4 separate regions of the Mus musculus genome follow, and regions 1, 2 and 3 are each linked to region 4. A link is a contact called in public capture Hi-C and promoter capture Hi-C data. All regions are on one chromosome and are shown on one strand. The core of a region is the stretch at or near the end of the contact, and the rest is flanking DNA. Distances in the headings are between cores, read along the strand shown.

The links. Promoter capture Hi-C pulls out the DNA fragments that hold promoters and counts their contacts. Capture Hi-C pulls out chosen DNA fragments and counts their contacts.
Region 1: a contact with region 4 is called in a promoter capture Hi-C map of second pharyngeal arch cranial neural crest. A contact is called at or near these places in 4 of 39 promoter capture datasets (cranial neural crest, frontonasal cranial neural crest, maxillary cranial neural crest and 1 more) and 1 of 484 Hi-C or Micro-C datasets (embryonic stem cells).
Region 2: a promoter capture Hi-C map of second pharyngeal arch cranial neural crest shows a contact between it and region 4. A contact is called at or near these places in 3 of 39 promoter capture datasets (cranial neural crest, embryonic stem cells and second pharyngeal arch cranial neural crest) and 1 of 484 Hi-C or Micro-C datasets (embryonic stem cells).
Region 3: a contact with region 4 is called in a capture Hi-C map of embryonic tail, with 28 times the contacts expected there. A contact is called at or near these places in 3 of 39 promoter capture datasets (cranial neural crest, maxillary cranial neural crest and second pharyngeal arch cranial neural crest), 6 of 484 Hi-C or Micro-C datasets (cerebellum, embryonic stem cells and epiblasts) and 1 of 9 other capture datasets (embryonic tail).

The regions. Positions count from the first base shown.
Region 1 is chr19:25,670,213-25,675,057 of GRCm38.p6, forward strand. It overlaps Dmrt2 (doublesex and mab-3 related transcription factor 2), which reads left to right and starts at 2,199. Exons shown (of 4, transcript NM_145831.3): 1 at 2,199-2,546; 2 at 3,204-3,764. The coding sequence starts at 3,240. It overlaps 2610016A17Rik (RIKEN cDNA 2610016A17 gene), which reads right to left and starts at 2,027. Exons shown (of 2, transcript NR_045347.1): 1 at 1,866-2,027; 2 at 922-1,233.
Region 2 is chr19:24,897,681-24,902,951 of GRCm38.p6, forward strand. It overlaps Foxd4 (forkhead box D4), which reads right to left and starts at 3,336. Exons shown (of 1, transcript NM_008022.3): 1 at 1,263-3,336. The coding sequence starts at 3,154. The coding sequence ends at 1,820.
Region 3 is chr19:25,609,182-25,614,571 of GRCm38.p6, forward strand. Dmrt3 (doublesex and mab-3 related transcription factor 3) reads left to right here and starts at 1,356. Exons shown (of 2, transcript NM_177360.3): 1 at 1,356-2,086. The coding sequence starts at 1,618.
Region 4 is chr19:43,610,968-43,616,329 of GRCm38.p6, forward strand. Nkx2-3 (NK2 homeobox 3) reads left to right here and starts at 1,358. Exons shown (of 2, transcript NM_008699.2): 1 at 1,358-1,882; 2 at 3,339-4,925. The coding sequence starts at 1,534. The coding sequence ends at 4,078. Gm20467 (a long non-coding RNA gene) reads right to left here and starts at 1,089. Exons shown (of 4, transcript XR_001782682.2): 1 at 835-1,089; 2 at 135-223. Gm34922 (a long non-coding RNA gene) reads left to right here and starts at 5,218. Exons shown (of 3, transcript XR_003952841.1): 1 at 5,218-5,362.

The DNA.
Region 1 (4,845 bases), core at 949-3,448, about 18 Mb before region 4:
TTTCAGTTCAGGAAACAGCTACTCACAAGCTCCCCTCCCGGCTCTACTCTCTGCCATCTGGTAGCAAGCGAACCCATTTTCTCAACTTTGTTAATATTTAAAATTACTTGCGAAGGGCTAATTATCTTCTATCTTCTTAGGGGCTATACAAGCCATGAATAAAAACCTAGCCCGTTATCCACATGATCTGGCAGGGTAGAGTGGTGGAGTTATAGTTCATTTTCAATCGGAGGGCAGATGCGCACAGACTGCCTGTTTGCAAAGGTAGAAGACTGTCTCCTGTGTGTGTGTGTGTGTGTGTGTGTGTGTGTGTGTGTGTCTCGGTGTTGCTCTCGTGGAAGAAAACTCAGCATGATTTGACAAAAACAAAACAACACACAAAAGACCAGTGCCTAATCCTGTCATGGAGGCTCTAACCCTAACTCCAAGTGCTAACATCTGAAGGGTTGCAAGACAGCTAGGGAGCTACGAAAACAAAAACAAAGCAACCACAACAAGAACAACAAATAACCAAGAGGCCGTGGCAAACCAGCTGCGACCATTTCCGGCTGAGAGCCGAGGACTCCTCACTCTGTCCCTTCAGGGCAGAGGGCTATCCTGGTCCAAGGTTCTTGACCAGGTCCCCAGCTTTCCCGAAGGACAATGGGAATTTCAGGACTCCTCACTTTCATCACTGGAGAAAACGAAGGTTAGAAAACACGTTTCTACTGTAGTCAAGAACTTAAACGCACCCACCCAGGTTAGAAAAAAAATTAGGCGAGTTAAGTTAGATAAGGAAGACCACAAATGAGGAAACTAGGGGGTGCTGAGGAACCGGTACCAAGGATTAGTTCCCCCGCTGCCTCAGTGGGGAGCCTTGAAGCTAACAAGTCGCCCCTCAAGGCCCCCAGAGACACTGAAAGAAAAAAATCTACAGGAACATATAGAAAGTCATCTTTATACATTAACTGGATATTAGGAAGCGTTCAACCTCACAAGGGCCTGAGAATACCTGCGCTTCCGGCAGGGAGGCAGGCAGGCAGGCAGCTGGTCTTTGTTCTCACTTAGGCGAGCTTGGTTGACTTGGAATTTTCTGACAGGTTCGGATTAGAGGAAAAGAATCAGCTCCGAAATTTTCTCCCATCAACAGATATCCATCGCCACTGTAGCGCGTGCCCAGGAAATCGACAACCTGTTTTCTGATGTGTTTTCTAACCCGCTCTTCCTGCGGAGGGCTGGATCTTAAGGAGAACCCTTTAAAGAAGCATCGATGGGATTTTTAAATTTAGCTTAAGGTAATAGACTGTCGCGTTGCTTAAAGGACTTCTCTATTATTCGTGGGAAATTTGACTTTGTTTCAAACATTTTTGTGAAGGGTATTTTGAGAGAGAGAGAAAGAGAGAGAGAGAGAGAGAAGAAAGTTAGTTTTCTTGATAATCACTCATTCACACATGCTAAAAGGCTGCTACGTTTTAAAAGTTTTTGTATAAATGCTTGCTTAGATTGAATATTTTTTTGTATCTAAAATTGCTAATGGCGTGGTTTATTTCTATTTGCTCCCAGAATGGACTGTGCTATCCACTGATAACAGGAAACCGTAGATGGGCTGTAGTCGTTGCTGCCACCTGCCTCGCAAGCTCTATGGAAGTAAGGAACTGCTTTGCACCTCGGAGTTATCCACAAACTACAGATATTTGTAAGACATCTGGGCGCTGACCAGCAAGATAAACATGGACTTGTTCGTGCGGAGAGAAGGATGCCAGAGTGCCCACTTTAGAGTGGCCTCTTCTCTCGGCCCAACTGCCGGTCGATGGTTAAACACCGGAGATTATGATATCATCGATAGAAATCAACGCTAACCTTTCTGATCTCTACCCCTTAGTTACCTTCTCGAGAACAACGCGATGTATAAGAGTACGAGAATCAGCTTGTTCTCTAGTCGGCGAGATAAAAGGCGACTGCTCCGCCGCAACCACTGCCCACATTTTTAGGTTTAGCTTCTGGATCAGGGACCCGGCTGCAGCGAAGGCTGGCGGGTGGACTCCGGCGGCGCAGTAGCGCTAAAGGGAAGCTTCCACTGGGCTGAGGAGGAGGGCGCTCAGCCCTAGTGCTCCGGCCAATCGGCGTGCACACCGCCTGAAAACCAACCAATCAGAGGACGCAGAGCTCGGGGTGGGGGTGGGTGGTGGATAATACTAGGAAGGGGAGCTCAGGTCCCCGACTGCAGTGAGTGTCTCTGCGCCGAAAGCAAGCAGGGTGCGCCTGAGGCGGAGTCCTGGGTCCGGGCCGGACCTTTTCCGTCCTCTTTGGACCAGAAGTGGGAAGTGAAGTGAGGCGATCCAGGGTGCAGAGGACCGAACAGAACTTTGCAGAATTTGGAATGTACGGGGTGAGGTTGCTGAGGCCTTGACTCGCCTCCGGCCTCTGTCCCCCGGTCGCCATCCAGTGGGCTCCCGCCTCCTGCTCTCAGACCCAATTCTGTTTGCTCCCACTGCCTGCAGCTCCGGGGGACAGATCCTGAAGCTGGCTCTCTTTTAACTGGGTTGCTAGCCTGAGCCTGGTTCTTGGTGAGTGCTGTGTTGTCGCCGCTGCTCGGGAGCCAGGGAGGGCACGGGGCGTGACTCTTCACTACGGCTTCTTTCTGTTTCTGGTTGTCTTGCCTTAAAGATGAAAATCAAGTTCCCTCAACCTTGTGCGGCTCAAGCACTACTGATACCAGACCAGCTTCTTCAGCTTCATGGCTGTGTCCCCCACTCCCTGTGTGTGTCCTATATAGAGCATCGGTTTAGGGGAACCGGAGGGACGAGAAGACCTCTCTAGAGTCTTTGTGGTGGTGTAGGTCAATGAGAGACATTTGGAAAACGAGGTTTCAAGGTCCCTTGTAATAAAAGGAAAGATAGTTGTACCTTCGACATTTTTATATTTATCATGGCCATGTTAACTGGCTGTGGAAAAGCCTGACAAGTGGCTTAAACTGGCCAGTTAGTAAGGTCAGTGGGTGACTTGTCTGGAAAGGCAGACAGGACTCAGGTTAAAGGTCAGGTGCACAGACCACTTAGAATTAGTAAAATACAAGCTTCGTTGAACTGTGGATCTCGGGTGTGGCCTGTAGAAGAAAACTGAGTAATTCAAGGGGGAAAGCTGGCCTTGCAGAAATTCTGGGCCGAGTCTCAGAGAGGGTCCCTAATTGCGACGGGTCTTTAGGCCTTTTTCTGTCTCCCTAGCGCGCGGGCAACCGAGCCGAACGACAGTCTAGTGTCATGACGGAAGGGCAGGCAGTCCCGGGAGTCGGGGACTGGGAGATCGACGTGGAAAGCCTAGACCTGGAGGAAGATAGCTGTGGGACTCCACTGCGGGCCACGCCGCCGCAGGAACCCAGTCCGGCGGCGGCCGATGGGGAGGAGGACGAGGACGAAGAAGAGGAGGATGAAGATGTGGAGGACGAGGGTGACGGCGAGGAGCCCGGCGTGTCCTCGGAGGTGCCAGGCCGGCCAGAGCAGCCCGGGGGACTGGCACCCAGGCCACCGCCTGCTGCTCAGGCGCTGCCAGCCGCCGCCGCCGCCCCTGAGCGCGGTGCCACCGCCGGTGGCGGCGCAGAGCCGCGCAAACTGAGCCGCACACCCAAGTGCGCACGCTGCCGCAACCACGGCGTGGTATCCTGTCTCAAGGGCCACAAGCGATTCTGTCGCTGGCGGGACTGCCAGTGCGCCAACTGCCTGCTGGTGGTGGAGCGCCAGCGTGTCATGGCCGCCCAGGTGGCGCTCCGGAGGCAGCAGGCCACAGAGGTGGGTGCCGACAGGCTGGGGATAGGTCTCCAGGGTGCGCGCCCAGGCAGGATGAGGGAGTCCCTTACAGCAAGGAGCTGGGCTTCCACTCACACAACCCAGTGACCCTCGATCTCAGATCGCCTGGCAGGAGAGGTTCAGACACTGTCTCGCTAGCCTGCGGGGTTCCGGAGGGAAAGCCGTGGCCTTCGATGCAGAAAGTGCTGAAAAAGTCTCCTATTCAAAAAGCATTGAGAGGCAAAGGAATTAGGTCCATTTGGGACATCGCGGAAAAGTCAATAAAAATAAATATTTTCGGGTTTAGTTTTGCAGGTGGTTGGGGAGGGAGGAAGGTGGTTGACAGAGCGGTTGATGTCCAGTCAGGATGAAGCAGCACGCGGTGCTGTCACTGTGTGTCGCCCCACCTTGATACTTAGGCAGAACTTGATGCCCATTTTCCGGATGAGACCAATATGACAGCGGAGTTAAGGGCCCCTCAGTCCAAGGCTATTGACTATGTGACCTGCCAGAGAATGCTTAGAGGTCTTAGCAGTCCCCACGGTGCGGTGCGGTGCGGTGCGGTGCGGTGCGGTGCGGTGCGGTGCGGTGCGGTGCGGTGCGGTGCGGTGCGGTGCGGTGCGGTGCGGTGCGGTGCGGTTCTGTTGTGAGAAGTCAGGATTTCTCCTAGAGAGACTTTTGAACCCTGGAGTTTATACTTCCTCTTGTTGCTTTGGGGGAAGTGATGCAGGTTTCACAGAATCTCCTCTCAGACCTGAGGTTAGGCAAAATGTTGAATTCTTTGTTATCGTTATTCCTGTGATTGTTTGATTGTTTTCCCTGGCCGAGGTGGCCTTTAGGCAAGTGCTCTGCAATTGATCTTCTACCCGGGTTCCCCGGGAAAACTTTCGATTTGACTTCCCCTGCAGATAGGTGCTGGGAGGTAGTTAGGTCACCGAATATAGTGGGTGACTCCAAAGGGAACCTGCTCAAACTCACCAGACGGGCTTGGGGAACCTCAGATGGCCCTGGCTCTGGGTTCAACCTCTTTCCTAGATGGGCTAGTTGGGAGTAACCTGGCAGTGACCAGAGGACTCCCAGGCTG
Region 2 (5,271 bases), core at 2,086-4,585, about 19 Mb before region 4:
TGGAAAGTCTGGTCTTGCTATGGTTTTGATACTAAAGCATTTCAACTGAGGAACGGACCTTGGCCAGGCTCTGACGGGGTCGTCCTCCTGCTGGGACAGGTTTGGGCGTGGGAGGAAAGGGAGTTCCGAGCGCTGGAGCCCACCTCGGTCCTGCCCAGGGATCGGCTTCAGGGGGGAGGCAGCGCGCGAGGGGGTGGGGGATCGGATGCAAAGTTAACTGAATACCTGGAGGTGGCCAGGCTGGAAACATCTTTGCACAAAGCGCAAAGGGGAGATGCGGATACACGGGAAAGGGGATCTCTCTCTCTCTCTCTCCCTCTCTCTCCCTCTCTCTCTCTCTCCCCCTCTCTCTCCCTCTCTCCCTCTCTCTCTGATTTGCCTCTAAACTCTCAGATTGCTGCTGGCCACCAAAGGAGTGGTACTTTGGGGACCAAGAGCCCAGGGGCCAAACGGAGGAAAGCTGCCTGTCCGAAAGCTCAAAGCTACTAATGTCTGAGTTTAGGAACTTTCCAGAAGTTCCCACAAAGCTCTCAGATTGGAAGGGGTTGAGGTAGCAGGCAAGGCGAGCAGTAGGAGTTCTGGGCTATGGGGTGTAAACAAGGAAATGTAGACTTCTTTGCTAAGGGTGGGGAACACAGTGGGTTTCTTCTACTCGGCGCTCGGCTTTCCTCAAAGCCGTGGATTATAATGACCCAACATCTAAAATCCCGCCTTCTGGGAGTCGTAGGTGATGGGCGTTCCCTTGTTTTCCTTGTATCCTGGAGCTGAATCACTCTTACAAGGATCTCTCAGAAATTATTTATAAAGAAAAGGCCTTGAAAATACTAGCATTTTTTTAAGTAAACGCAACAGTCGTTTATTTTCCAAGAATAGATACACTAGTTCAAATTGATCTCCAGTCATCCTCCAGTTTACCTCAGAAAAACAACTTGAGAAAAATAGCGCACAAGCTCAGCGTTATTGGGCACGCTAAGAATTCTGGAAACTGAAATAGGAAGATCGCTAGTTCCAGGCCACCAAAGGCTGCACAGCGAAACTCTCCTTTGAAAAACCTAAATTTAATTCGTTAGAATTAAAACTAGTTTATAAGATAAACTTTGGCCCTCAAATAGTTGGAACTTTTAAAGCCCATATTTAAAACGTGTCGTCCCCGATTTCTCTAATGGATATAAATCATAAAAACGAATTGTGAGATAAGAATAGAAATTTTTTTAAAATTTCATTTATGAAAGCAAATAACGAGACATAGGAAACAAGCGATGTAGCATTGTAGTTTCGTATTTTATTCAATCTCTATAACTAGGCTTAGTTTTAACACTCCCCGTTGGAGTAGGACACGTCGTATATACAAGAGATAAATGTTATGAAATTACCCTATTTGTATTACCTACGGGTTTCGGAGCATGTACGCATTCGCAGTCGCAGTCGCCACTGGGAACACTGGCAGTTCCTAAGCAATGTGGATGGTGATGTTTTGTATTGCAGACTGTTTTGTTTTTATTAACAGCAAAACACCTCACTCACTTTCATAGTCATAGGTCCTCGGGAAGTATGTAAGTCGGGAAAACCGTGGAAGCCACAACCGAAGCGGACAAGACCAAGCAAGACTTGTAGATCCAGGATTTTCCCACTTTTGTGTTGTCAAGCGAGCAGAACACATTTGTAACAATTTGGAAGGACTTAGTGCGCACTCCGCTGCTGGCTTTCTACGCACAAGCCTAGCAGGCGGGTGGTGCAAACCTAGAAAGTGGTTCCATTTTGCCACTTGGCTCCAGGTGTGCCAAGGCGACCCAGCCTGGAGGCTGGGCCTGGGTGCTGCTTAAAATTCGGGCAAGGTCCCCTCTCGGCCCGAAAGAGCGGCCAGGGTTGTCAGCCTACCGTCGTCAGCTGCAGGCTGTTGCCTCAGCAGCGCCGCAACGGCGGACAGGTGCTGGCCTAACCGCACGCCTTTACCGGGAGCGCAGCTAATGGCACAGTGATGCTGTTCTTGCTGCAGCGGCAGCGGCGGTTGCGGCTGCTGAGGCAATATTGTCCGGGAACCTGCGGACATGTGAAACAAAGGGGAAGCGGCCTGGGGGTGCAGCAGGCACGGTGGATGTTGCAGCAGGTGGCAGTAGCTCCACGGAGCAAAGGACGGACTCTGCGCAGACCCAGTTCCTCCTCCTGTAACCCCCTGCATGATGCTCTCGATGGTGAACGAAGCGCACCCGCGTCCGGACCGAGTTCCAGAGCTCTGGTCTCTCTCCCAAGGCTGGGAACCCAGTACGGGCTGCAGCGCGGGAATGGCTAAGGGGGTGGCGGGGTCCGCGCCTTCCGCTTTTCTAGGGTTGTCGCCATAGGCCGGGGCCGCGAGCAGCAGGTAGCGCATGGGATGCGGATGCAGCGGGGCGCACGGGTGACTCCGAGGCGGGGCAGCGGGATGAGCTGCGAGGTTAGGCTGTGGTGGGGCAGAGTAGCGGAGCAGGAGGCTGGGCTGGGAGACGTGCAGGGTGGCGGGCACAGCGGGTGGAGGGAAAGGGCAGTGCGGGTGGCCTCCCGAGGGCGGGTGGTGGCGCTTGAAGCGCTTCCTGCGCCGGAGGAAGCTGCCGTTGTCGAACATGTCCTGGGAGGCGGGGTCCAGGCTCCAATAGTTGCCCTTGCCCGGGTGGCCCGGCTCGCGAGGGATCTTGACGAAGCAGTCGTTGAGCGACAGGTTGTGGCGGATGCTGTTCTGCCAGGCGGGGAACTTACGGCGGTAATAGGGGAAGCGGCCGCTGATGAAGGCGCAGATACCGCTGAGCGTCAGGCGCTTGTGCGGGCTCTGCAGGATGGCCATGGTGATGAGCGCGATGTAGGAGTACGGGGGTTTGGCGGGCTGCGGGCCGTCGGCTGTGGTGGTCGCCGGGGTCCGTGGTGCTCGGAACTTGCGGAGGAACCCGGAGGAGTTACTCAGATCGCCGCAGTCCCCCGCGCTCCTCCCTGCAAGAGTGCGGGCTCCGGGCCTCTGCAGGGATCGCTCCAGGCACTTATGGCTCTCCTCCTCGTCATCCTCTTCTTCCGTCTGATCTCCATCTTCCTCCTCTGCCAGCACGTCGATCTCCACCTCATCCTGGTCGGAACTTAGAGGACTGGGCGGTGGAGTGGAACGAAGGTGCCCAGCTCTTGCTGAGTTCATGGAGGATAGGAGGGAAGAGGGAGAGGAGGGGACGGACGTGGGGGCAGCTCACCTGGTTTGGGATGGGTGAGTTAGCAAGGATGAGTCTGCTGGGAAACTGGAGCGCTCCTAGGTTAGGCTTCCTTGTTCTTTTCTGCTTTTTCTTTCTAACACCCTTTGGCAAGGAGCACTTGGTGTTTTAAGTTTCTCTGAGAAGTGCGCAGCTATATATCCTTCTTTGCCGTTCCTCGGGCTGGAGCCACGTCCTCCTGACGCGGTCCAATGATGGGGGGTCCTTGGTCCCTCCTCTTCACAACCATCCACTACGGAGGATGGTTTAATCAGCCAAAGTGCTCTGACATTGTGCGGGCTCTGTTGATGTTTCTCTAAAGCTGCACAAATAAAAATCAAGAGGGAAAACATGATACACAACGACGATGTGGGACCACGTCGACATTTAGACCTTCCCAGTACTGACTTTGGCGAGTAATGAGATGTATCTCAAACAGAATGGCACACTGACTTAAAGCTATATGCCCCCATTCCAGAGAAATGGCTCCTTCCCTCCTCGTAAACTTCACCAAATAATCCCGTGACTCGATTTCCCTAAAAACTAAAGCATCCTAGCATAAACTGTGGAAGTTCAGTGTGGACTTTAAAAGGAAAAAAAAAAAAAGTATTTTCTTAGTCTCTTTTCCTCCAGCTTCTTTTACTATTTAGCCAGCGGAGCAAAGGTGCAAATTATTTTTTCACGTTCAGACAGGGATGCCTAGAAGAGGCTTCAGAAAGCAACACACTAGCACCACAGAGGCAACTGGTATCTTCATCTTCTTTTCCTTCGTTGTCTTTACCAACTACATTGATTTCACTACACAAATACTGTTTCCCCCAAAGTAATTTTATAAAGAAAGGAATGCCCTCACTATATGAGTGCATCTACCTGCTTGGCTTTGTCCCCTACCCCTCCCCCCAACCCGAACATCCATCCAGAAACACAAGTGCTTTACTGTGGTAATAACAATAAATCGAGGAAGGGCGGGGTTGCAGTGTCCCTGACACTAGATAGTCCAGAGGTCCATGGTAAGGCATCCACACTGCAGAGCAGGACAGGGACCCCAGGACTTGCTTGAAGGCTTTGGAGTACCTAAGCTTTTAGATTGGTTTCATGTGAGTTAGCCCAGCAGCTAAAGTAACAATATGGTAGAGTATGTCTGTTACATAAATAGGGATTGCATAGCAAAATACAAAGTACATATTGGGGGAATTGGGAAGGTGAAATCTAAAAAGATGCACTAGGAAAGGATGAAAGTTGTGCCACCTTCAACGTTTATGTTTGTGATTGTGACCTTTATTGAGAAATCAGAAACTGACTACCAAAAATAGCTCATCGCCTTTGGGATTAAAGTAGTTTAAAGAAGTTAGCATCTTTTGGAGAGCAGCTCCCTTGCCAGCCTTTGAGTTAAGCTGCATTGCTCTGTGGAGGGTTTTACCCTCCAAGGCTCTCTATTGTGTGCAGCTTGAGGTAGGACAAACAACAGATCTGAGCCTCACAGATTTGTGTTTAAATCCAAAATTGACCAATGACTATTTGTGTGATTTTAAACTGCAGGAGGGCCGGCAGGTGTCTCATTCAATCTGCTGGCCCCAGATGCTGCCCTCACCCCCTGCTGGAGAGACTCGGTTCCCCTTTTCTGATTATCTGTGTGAGAGAGAGTATTGTTGGTTTTCCTAAAGTCAACTGCTAGGGGGATTTGGGTTATTTACAAATGAAAGGGTGTAAGAATGTGCTCAAAAACAAAACAAACCCCCCACATTCTGGGGCTAATCTCAAAGGTGACTCAGGAGCCAACTAAAGATCTCCCTGTGGCCAACGCTGGGGCAAACCGAACAGTCAACTTAGCTGGTTATAACTCAATGTCTAAAATGTATTTGTGTGTTCACGTTGCTAAGAATAACTGGTTAAATCAATAAAGGAAATCTCTTGTAGAATTTCAAATAACTCACGTAGTTACTCAAGATGGAGTCTAATTCCCAACTACTTAACATGAGATTTTCTCCCAAAAAGTCCAATAGAAAAAGGGACAGGGTAGCCTTTCCTGTGGAGAAATCTGATCAAACCTCAGCCAGGAGATGAAGGC
Region 3 (5,390 bases), core at 106-2,605, about 18 Mb before region 4:
AAAGAGACTATGGTCTCTGTGCAGTTCAGGAGTCAGGTACCGCAGCAGACCCGTTTACGTTAACTTTCACCCACACAGTAAGAAGCGGAGCGCACGTTCCCAGGGGCCGCTAAAAGACCGTCCGGGACTTCCGTTGGCTCCTTCCCACTGAGTTGTTAAAGCGGTCCTGAGCCTACTTTATGCCTTGATTTTTGTTCGGTTGTTTTCTTGGTTGAGTGAAAAAAGGCAGCCTTCTCTACACGTACGTAGTAATACTCGACATTGGACAAACCAATACTGAAAACAAGCAAAGAGTATAAACGAAATTTATGCTGTAAAAAAAAAAGGCTTATGCAGTCTAAGGTTATACAGGAGACTCTTCATCGTCACGCAAAGATTGTTACGAGTAGGGTCTATTCCTTATTCTTAAGTAAAACACAGCGTCTGTGGGGATTTGAACTGGGCAATTCCGGACCTTGGCTGATTCAGTGGCCTTTGCGTGAACAAAATACCAGGTAACTTTGGGGCCACTAATGTGTCTTCTCCCTACACCCTCGGAAAGTTTAAACAGTGCTTAAGAAAAACATCCAAGAGAGCACTTGGCAGTCCAAGGCAGAGAGGTCATTCAAGGCAGAGATTGTTTATTTTAAAGACAAGAGGAGGTTAAGTAGAAAATTGAAGTTACCCTATAAAACGAGTTGTCTTCCTGAAGCCTGACAGATTAAAAAAAAAAATACTCATTTTTCTTCTGTAGCAATGAAAAAGAAACTAGATTGCAAAACCAAGCGAAGAATTCCCGAATCACTACTACCCCTCTTTTGATTCCTCTTGCCAGGTGGAGACTTTCCGGTTCTTGAAACCCGGTTCTCCCGGGGCCGACCTGCGGAGTACCCTCAATTCCCTCGCAAGCTCCGAATGGCTGAGGCCAAGGGTGGGAAGGAAAGCGGTCTAGGGCTCAGTGCTTCGAGGCCAGTGCTGGAGCGACGTGAGAGGGTAGGGGAGAGGCCTGCCGGCTGGCTTACAAACACCCACCCCCCTCCCCATCGTCCCCCGCCCCACACCCGGTCCGCCCAGCGCTCCCGCGGTACCGCAGCGGCGCAGTCCCTCCCGGCTCAGGAAGGGGTAACAGAGCGCTTGGCAGAGGGGGCTGTGAGCGCCCCCGCCTGAGAGGCCAGGCTGCAGGTGGCGGGGAAGGTGAGGTGCAGGAACCCGAGGGGTGCCTGCCAGGGAGGAGGAAAGCGCGTGGGGAGCGCAAGGAGGCTGGGACCCCGATTGGGGGGGGGGTGGCGGCGGGAGGGAGGAGGGACTGGGGGGGGAGGGTGGCGGAGGAGGTGCTGGGTCCAGTCTGCGAGGAAGGGACCAGGGAAGGAAGTGGCTCAGACCGTAATCAGAGCTCTCCCCGGCTCCTTGCAGCTGCTGGAGAGCCTCAGCGTGGGAGGACCTGCGGGTGGAGCCTGCGCCCCGAGAGCGGCGGGCAGAGAGGCGGCACGCGTGGGTACCGGCGGGCTGCGAGCGCCATCGGAGCCGGGGAGACTGCTGCCGTAGCTCCGGCCGCCGCGGACCTTCCGGGGCCTCCCGAGAGCGGGCCTCCGAGCTCTGTGCTCCAGCTCCCGCCGCCGGCCGGGGGGAGCCCTGGGCATGAACGGCTACGGCTCCCCCTACCTGTACATGGGCGGCCCGGTGTCGCAGCCGCCGCGGGCGCCCTTGCAGCGCACGCCCAAGTGCGCGCGCTGCCGGAACCACGGGGTGCTGTCCTGGCTCAAGGGCCACAAGCGCTACTGTCGCTTCAAGGACTGCACCTGCGAGAAGTGCATCCTGATCATCGAGCGGCAGCGGGTGATGGCGGCGCAGGTGGCGCTGCGCAGGCAGCAGGCCAACGAGAGCCTGGAGAGCCTCATCCCGGACTCGCTGCGGGCTCTGCCAGGGCCCCCGCCGCCGGGGGACGCTGCGGCCACCGCCGCTACCGCCTCGCAGTCGTCGCCAGCCTCCCAAGCGTCCCAGCCGCCCGCGCCGCCTCGTCCCACCGCGGAGTTGGCCGCGGCCGCCGCGCTGCGCTGGGTCGCGGAGCCCCAGCCCGGGACGCTGCCAGCGCAGCTTGCTAAACCAGGTGAGAGCGTCTGCGGCGCTGGGGTCGCGCTCCGAATGAGGGAGCTTCGAGGGCTCTTCGGGATCGTGGGGGAAGGCCGAAGACAAGTTTGTGGGAAGTGGACCTGGTTGGACCTGCCCCACCCCCACCAGGCACCGGTTCTTACTCTCCCGGAAAGGGGGTCTCGAGAGTCTGAAGCCGATGGAACCCAGGAGCCCGCCAGAGGGGCCAACCAGATCGCCTGGCTGTGTCCCTATCGTCAGAGGCTTTCCCCGGGTTGAAAGGGAACATAGCAGGTCAATTTTAAAAATAAAATGATGTCTTGGGGAAGACCGACTTTAAACACACCACAATGAGGAGGGTTATCCGGGCTGCGGGTTTTAGACGGGTGGGGGCTCTCACTTGGAGCGAGGGGGTAAGTAGGTGCTGGCTAGCAGTCAGGGCCCAGTGCTTTGCTGTTTCTAGGTGATTCTTGGCTTGGTCCGGAACAGGCGTTTTGTCTCTTACTTAAAGGAACTAGGAGTCGTTTTGTTTTTTTTAGCCAGGCTAAGAGGCCTCAAGACTTAGAATTTGAAAAAAAAAAAAAAAAAAAAGGCGCCTTTTAAGAACTCTAAGGAAAAGGCTCCAAAGTGAAGCTACTTAACTCTCTTTTGCTGAACTACTTCTTTGGTCCTTTATTGCCATTTCCCGGGCTGCTGTGGTGTGAAGAAATTAAAACCAAAACTTGGCCTACAGTGGAGAAAACCTAGCAAGTGCCTTTCCAGGATTTTGCGGGGTTGGCCTGGCCTGAAATAATGAGGGGCTTTCTGGCCATCTAGCTTCCCGCTGTTCAGATATGCTCTGATTTTGGGGATGGGTTAACAGGGTTCTGAGCCCTGACAGTGGGCAGACCCCGGTTTCTACTTAGTTCTCTCTTTCTGGCTCTTTCCTGAGTCCCTGAGTCCGGCTGCCCCTATTTTAAGCCTCTTCCTCTCTTTCCTCCGAGGAACCTCTAGCTTTACTCCTGGCCGCTCGCAGCCTCCTGGCAACCGGAATTCAATGGAGTTTGGTGTTTCCCCTTCACTGGGTAAACGTACAAAGGAGACAGGCCCATCTCCTTCGGAATGGGGTGTACTGGAATTAGGAGTGAAAGGTCCGTAGTTTTTCTGGTAGCTAGAGCCTCTGTCTCTACTTTCTCAGCTGCTCAATGACAGCTCTTGCTCTTCTTCAGAGAACCCCAGAGCACTGTGCTGAACTGGGGGTCTGGGGGGGCTACTCACTGTTGGTGTGTGGTGAGGTGGTAGGTAGCTTGGCCAGTTTGTCCTACCTTCTGGCTCAATTGTGCCCGGTAGGCCTGAAGTTCAGAAAGCAGTTTGCTGGCTGGGTTTTGTGGCTATTTAACAAGGAACATATAAGCATGTCTCAGAAGCACCGCCCCACGACCCTCATCTTATATTTGTGGATTTGACAGTAGAGAAACTAGAGCCTATTGTGGGAGGAGGGCTTGTCCTGAGAACAAGAAGGGGTGTTTGGTCTTAGTCCCAGAATTCCATGCTACCCACTTTTAATTTTCCGTTCCTGGTTTTCCTGGCTCTGGGAGTCCCCTGGACTAGAGAAGAAGAGGTCGAGTTAAAAATTCAACTTGCTATTTTACAGTGCCCAGCTGCCTATCAGCAGCTCTTAAAGAGCACTAACCTTGAGTTCTGTGGTCTCTGTCCAAGAGGGGACTCCTTTAGCATCGCGTGGTTCTCAACGGGTTGTCCTTCTCCATAGCCAAAATGTATAAAGAGCCAACAAAACCCAAAGCAAGGAGAAAAGGGGGTGGATGAGGGCATTGAGGAGGCCAAGTTGAGGCAGGAGGGCCCAAGCCTTAGGAGAATTAAAAGGGGCAAAGAATTTCAAGGGTGCTAACCAGGCACGGTGCAGGATTTCTCTCCTTCTATGTTCACGAGCTACTCAGAAGTAGCCTGAGCCTTCCAAATTGAGAACAAGTAATTGAGAGAGAGGGGGAAAAAACAAGAAGAGGAGGAGGAGGGGAAGGAGGAGGAAGGAGGGGAGGAGGAAGAAGAAGAGGAGGAGGAGGAGACAGCCTGCTGGAGACTGAGCTGTGTGGGACCAGGGGTTCAGTTTCCAGCTGGTCACACCACATACCTTGCACATTCGCCAACCAACTTTTGTTTTCGTTTATCAATTGCGTTCCTTTAAGGAAAAAAACAAACAAAAAACCCAAAAACACTTGGCTTGAGAGAGAGTTCTAAAAACAAGCTGATTTACAGTTTTTCAGCCAGGAACACAAATAAGATTCCTCTCTGCAGCATGTGTTTTGAAAAGCAACTCCGTTGGGAGGGGGGCAGCCAAGTTAAAAACTCCTGGTTGAGACTGCCTGTTGCTGCCTTGCTGTGCGGTTTTTTGTGATGTGTTTGTATGTGGGGCTTCATCATCTTTAGACGCTTATAGAAGTTAGTATTGCTTCCTGTAGAAGTTAGTCCATTCCTCCCAGAGAGGAAGTGTGACCCCATTGGGGTGGAAGGGCCATGACCAGTGCTCAGCAGCAGTCTCTGAGTCTAGAAACTGCTAGCAGACCATTTAGGTCTGCTCCTTTGTTACATTAGGGTTTGCAAGTCGGCTTGGCTTGTTTGTCACATTGGGTTTTGCAAGTCGGCTTGGCTTGTTTGCAGGCAGAGGGGCCTCCCACACATCGCTGTGTTCTTGAAGACCGGTGCCGGTGGAGCACCAGCAGGCGGAGGGAATCTGTTTCTTCTCCGAATATTTGAGGGAAGCACAGGCCTTAAGAAGGATGTTGGCTAGGCATCATGGGAGAAAGCCCATGTAGTTCAGGGAAGAGACATGAACACCAGTTTTCTAACTGGAGGGAATCTTTTCCTAAGCTCTCTTTCAGATGTCTTAAAGGAATGTTTGAGCATTGTTTTCAACGTGAGTTTAAGAAGATTCTACTGGCTGTTTCAACTAGGGATTGAAAAAAATTTTTATTACAGCCTTCTTCTGCCAGTCATCTCTGATGTAATTAAATGAGATTTCGATTGCGCTCCAATTTCTAAGTTACCCTTTGCTATAGATACTATGCAGCCCCACGTATTCTGCTCTTACCTTTGTGTCACCTCCCCTACCCTCCCCCCCCCCGCCCCTCCCCATGAAAACAGCTCAGGGAGTCTTAACCTTTTGCAGCTGTGTGAGCTTCTGACTTGGGAGTCTTAATCAAACCAGGGGCTCTGGATCTGAGGGAAGTTAAGGGTCATGGCCAAGGCGGGAAGCTAAGCCACATTTGCTACCTTACCGCAAACTTTCCCTCTAGAGGACGGACTTGGGTGGCCATAGGCCCGGGTCC
Region 4 (5,362 bases), core at 108-2,607:
GAGAGAGAGAGAGAGAATAAATAAAAGCAAGGGCGGCCTACTGAGGAACCCTACGTTGAAAGCGGAACTAGTTTGGTTTTCCAAGGCCTGCTGCCCACACCTTTTGCTCTTAATCTCACAATAGTGCCCCTTACCACTCAGGGGCTAGGTATGTAGGCGGGTGGATACCAGAAGGTGGTCTCCATCAGGCAGTTTTCTGAATCTGAGGCTGCATTTAGTCTCCCTGCAGAACACAACCACGGTTTCAGAAAGAGAGAAATAAGGCGTTTCAGAAAGTTGAGGCCTAGGCTCGGGCTCCCGATTCCCTTCAGAAGGCTGCCTGAGCTGCAGCCACAGCGGGGGTCCCCTCCCTTCTGAGACCAGAGCCACCCAGTGTGTGCAGTGGAACACCAGCCCGGTCAGAATCAATGCAGGCAACAAACACTGCTCTGACCTCCCACAAAGAACAAGGGTAGTTACAAGTATTGAGCTCTTTGCTTTAAGTAGACAACTGTGCTATGCTTCCGGCCTGGTTATCCTTTAAAAAACAAAAACAAAAAAACTCCAACAATAACCCTAGAAGAGGCAATTCGGCTCCTTTATATTGACCAGGAAACTGAGAACGTCCAAAACCAAATACTGACTCAGGCCAGGCTTCGAAGCATAGAGCCTCTGCACACTAACAGAACTCGGTCGTCTTGTCTTCTACAGACCTGCTCTCTGAAGCCACTTCGAGGGCTGCAAGGGCAAGTACGGTCTGGACCCTGCCCTCAGGGACTCACAATCTAAAGTGACAATCGAGCGGACACTAAGTACAGCTTTGGCACTAGATGGGAGAGTGACAAGTGACATTACTGAGCAAGTTCCGAGGAAGAGGACCTCTAGGTGAGGTGATCTGGCGGAGTTTCCTTGGAGGTATTTAAGCTTTTCCTCGGAGAACAGCTTTCCACTGTGGAAATGAGGGTGGGAAAGGCACTCCAGGTGGCGAGGACAGCTAGAGCAAAGGTGAGGTGGAATTTGACACGTCGCTCATATTTCCACAGATACAACACTCCTCTCCTTAGAAATCCGCAGTCTGGCCTCTCAGAACTGCCCCTGGTCGGGAAGGTGCAGCCAGGTGGAGCGGGAATCGGTGATTCGGACACCCGGTTTTTTGCAGCTTTTCCCACCGCGACTTGGATCTCAGGACCCTATTCTAGTCCCTGTCTATTTCTGGTAGCGCAGCAACATCCCACTGGGTGGACGCAGAGGGCGTGGCCCACATACACAAGAACCAATTGGGAAGGAGGCCAGGATGCCGACCCCGCCCCTTGACGTGACGCAGGGCCCCCGGACAGAGGCTTCACAGCCCCGGCCCCAGTCCTTGCAGTGGCTGTAACAAAACCCAGACCCCCAGGTCCCGGCCAATGGAGGGGATTTAGACTGGACCGCGTCTGTCAAAAGCTCGACTCCGCACCACCGCGGAGTCCAGAAGAAGAGCTGGAGCCACCGCACTCCCTCCCCGCCCCCGCCGGGATTTATTGAGTATTTGGACTGGACAATTAAGTGGCCCTGATGATGTTACCAAGCCCGGTCACCTCCACCCCTTTCTCAGTCAAAGACATTTTGAATCTGGAGCAGCAGCGGCACTTCCACGGAGCTCACTTGCAGGCGGAATTGGAGCAGCACTTCCACTCGGCACCCTGCATGCTGGCCACGGCTGAAGGGACGCAGTTTTCCGATGCAGGGGAGGAGGACGAGGAAGAAGAGGGAGAGAAACTGTCCTATTTGAACTCACTAGCTGCTGCCGAGGGCCATGGAGATTCGGGTCTCTGTCCTCAGAGCTATGTCCATACAGTTCTCCGAGACGCTTGCAGCGGGCCCAAGGAACAAGAAGAGGAGGTTGTGAGCGAACGGAGCCAAAGTGAGTAGAGGGGGAAGGAAACGCGTCCGCACACCTGGGGCAATGGCTCAGCGCCTATAAACCCACAAACCGTGCCTGCATGGCCACCCGCCCCTTTCACATTCGGCTAGGGTCATGCCTATGCCAGGTTCAAGGACAGCTCTGCAAAGCACAGGTACCTGAGATGGTGCTGGGGCGGGGATAAAAGAGAAAGAGAGAACAGCTCTTGCCCGGAGCAGGGACCCGGAGCAGTCCCCGAGGGAAGGAAAAGTGATTATTGCAATCCTGGTTCCTTGAGTAATGAGTGACGGGGGCCCAGAGCCTGGGTCGTAACTTGTCCGTTGTGTGTGTGTTCTCTCGCACACCCATCTTCTCAAAAAAAAAGGGGGGGGTCAGTTTTCTGCCATTTTTCTGTCTTTCTTCTAACGTGAGGTGAATTCAGCGAGGCCAGGGCAGTCACCCCGGCTGTCCCGAAAAGGCAGTGCAAGAATGTTGTGTTTGGGCCATCCTTTCGGGCAAGACTTTGAGAGACACCAGCTTACTTCGGAGCTTGCAGTTCTTACGTTCGAACTGCAAGGAGGAGAGGTGGTGGCCAATGTGTGGGAGCTCGATCCATATCAGATGACGGCAGCAAGTCACACCCAGGAGGTGAAGGCCTCTGAAAAAAAATATCGTAATGCTCGCTTTGTTTCTTATACTGCAGGCGGAGTGGAATGGTTAAAGTTCCTGAATTAGTTCTGAGTGGGATTCTGGCCATTCAGCAGATCAGAGGTGGGGCAGGCAGGAGAATCAGATAATTGAATAAGCCCATAAGGAAATGTCTGAAAGGGAAACAGGATCAAATAATCTCTTCTCCGAGTGGAGATTTGATCTGGCTGAGACCAAAATCTTTTCTCTAACAATTCTCCAGGCCTAACACAGACATGAAACTGTCTAAATCGGTCCATCCAACTGTTTTTCCTCTGTAAGGTAACATACAGATACTGTCACAGACGCGTTCTCAGTAGTTTTGAAAATTAAAAAAAAAATCAATTCTTGAGCTGCACATACGCCTTTCACTTAGATATTTCCAAAGAGAAACAATTTTTGCAATCAACCCATGCATCCAGGCCTCCAGTCCCCAATACCAACTCGTTCCACACCTTCAGGGGAGTGGAAGGCAAACGAGTTTGCAGATACGGGGTCCTGTTCCGCGGTCGCCTGAAAATTGTTATTAGCCCCTGGACCGGCACATTTAATCTATTTTCTCGCTGATGCTCAAATTTAATAAATGCGAGCTAATTACTCTCACCGAATACGCCTTCTCCCGGTGGAGGTGCTCCGCCTGACGCGGGGGGGATGGGGGGGGCGGAATTGGGCTCCAGAAACTATGAACTTTCCCCAAAACTAGCATTTACTACGGGAGTGTTTTGTGCCTCTGGGGCGCAGGGGTGGTATCCTGAGAACTAGAAAGGCTAATGTCTTGCTTCTCCCTTAGAAAGCTGTCAGTTGAAGAAGTCTCTGGAAGCGGCGGGAGACTGTAAGACGAGCGAGGACGGCGAGAGGCCGAAGCCGCGGAGCCGCCGGAAGCCCCGGGTGCTCTTCTCGCAAGCTCAGGTCTTTGAGCTGGAGCGCAGGTTCAAGCAGCAGCGGTACCTGTCGGCGCCCGAGCGCGAGCATCTCGCCAGCAGCCTGAAGCTCACGTCCACGCAGGTGAAAATCTGGTTCCAGAATCGCAGGTACAAGTGCAAGAGACAGCGGCAGGATAAGTCCCTGGAGCTGGGGACGCACGCGCCGCCGCCGCCACCCCGCCGCGTGGCAGTGCCGGTGCTCGTGCGGGACGGCAAGCCGTGCGTCACGCCCAGCGCACAAACCTACGGCTCGCCCTACGGCGTGGGCGCCGGCGCCTACTCCTACAACAGCTTCCCCGCCTACGGCTACGGGAACTCGGCCGCCGCAGCCGCTGCAGCCGCCGCAGCCGCAGCAGCAGCGGCGGCTTACAGCGGCAGCTACGGCTGCGCCTATCCGACCGGTGGCGGCGGTGGTGGTGGCGGCACGGCCTCCGCGGCGACCACCGCCATGCAACCCGCCTGCAGCGCCACCGGCGGTGGATCCTTTGTGAACGTGAGCAACCTGGGAGGCTTCGGCAGCGGCGGCGGCGCGCAACCCTTGCATCAAGGTGCTGCAGCCGGGTCCGCGTGCACGCAGGGGACTTTGCAGGGCATCAGGGCTTGGTAAGGCCTGGGCGGGACACGCGGCGGGCGTCCTACTGCACGCTGGGCACCGCGGGAATGAGACACGAGAAAGGACAGACCCAAGGGCCAGGTCCCCTCGTTAAAATAAAAATACAGACGTATCGCTCCTTCCAAGGGGCCATGGTCGCAGCTCACTCCAGGCCTGGGGCATGGAACTCAGCGGAGAAAGGATGCCCTGGTCCAGTCCTCAAGACTGAGACAGAAACACCGGCCAGGCGCCAGGGAAGAGGTGGCCTCCCATCCTGACTCTGCGGAGAGTGCGGGAGGCTGGGACTCCGGCTGTCGCTTGCTCTCCGGAGGAGGAGGAGGGCTTTTCTCTTCCTGCTTTCCCTTGGCCTTCTCCGAGTGTGGTCCGGGAACCGGACCGAACAAGGGGGGAGGGGGGAGAAAGAAAGAAAGAAAGAAAAAGAACAATTTAAAGAAAAAGAAAGGTAGTTGGAGAGAGAACGTGAAGGAGAGGAAAATGGGGTACTAGCTTGAGAAATTCCACCGATCCGCAGCCCCTTTTGCTTGCCCGGAGCGCCACAACGAAGTGGATTTTTCCTTTTCCAACTGTGTCCCTTCCAAGACAGACTCCGCCCGGATCCCTAGATTGTCAGGGGACTGTTCTTGGAGACCACCACCGCAGTGAGATCGAAAGTTGGGGGAAGGGAGGCAGCTGAGCAAATCCAAGACCTGTCCGCCCAACCTAGGTTGTCGCCAGGTTGGTTTCCTTTCTGTTTTGTATTCTGTATTCCGCACATTATCTCTCTATAACTATATCCACACGCCGTGTACACAGCCGCTGTCACACACTACAGGAGTCAATAAAGAAGGTGCAATATTTCTGAGCTGTTTGGCTTGCTGCAAGACTTGTTTAGCCCCAAAGACTGGGGAGGACACCCCCCACCCCCTAAACAGGATGGGAAGTGAGGGAAGTACCCTGGACATCTCTGCCTGGTGCCCCTGAGCAAGGCCCCTGGCTGCAAGTTTGGCTTCTTCTTCGGCATTGTTTGTTAATTTCTTTTTGGTGCTGTGAGCCGAGCAGGCTAGAGAGAGGCTCTGGGTCTCCTGGGGTCGGGGACTTTGTAATCACACACACACACACACACACACACACACACACACACACAACACACACCTCCACTACATTTTACCCAGATGCACTGACTTGGTGAAGGGGACCCGCCTTGGTCAAGCTGGGACTCTGTCCCACCTCCAGGGTCTCCGAGGAAGAAGAAAAGTTGGCCTCCAGGCTCAGCCTGGGGCGGCTCCTCCCTCGGCCGCC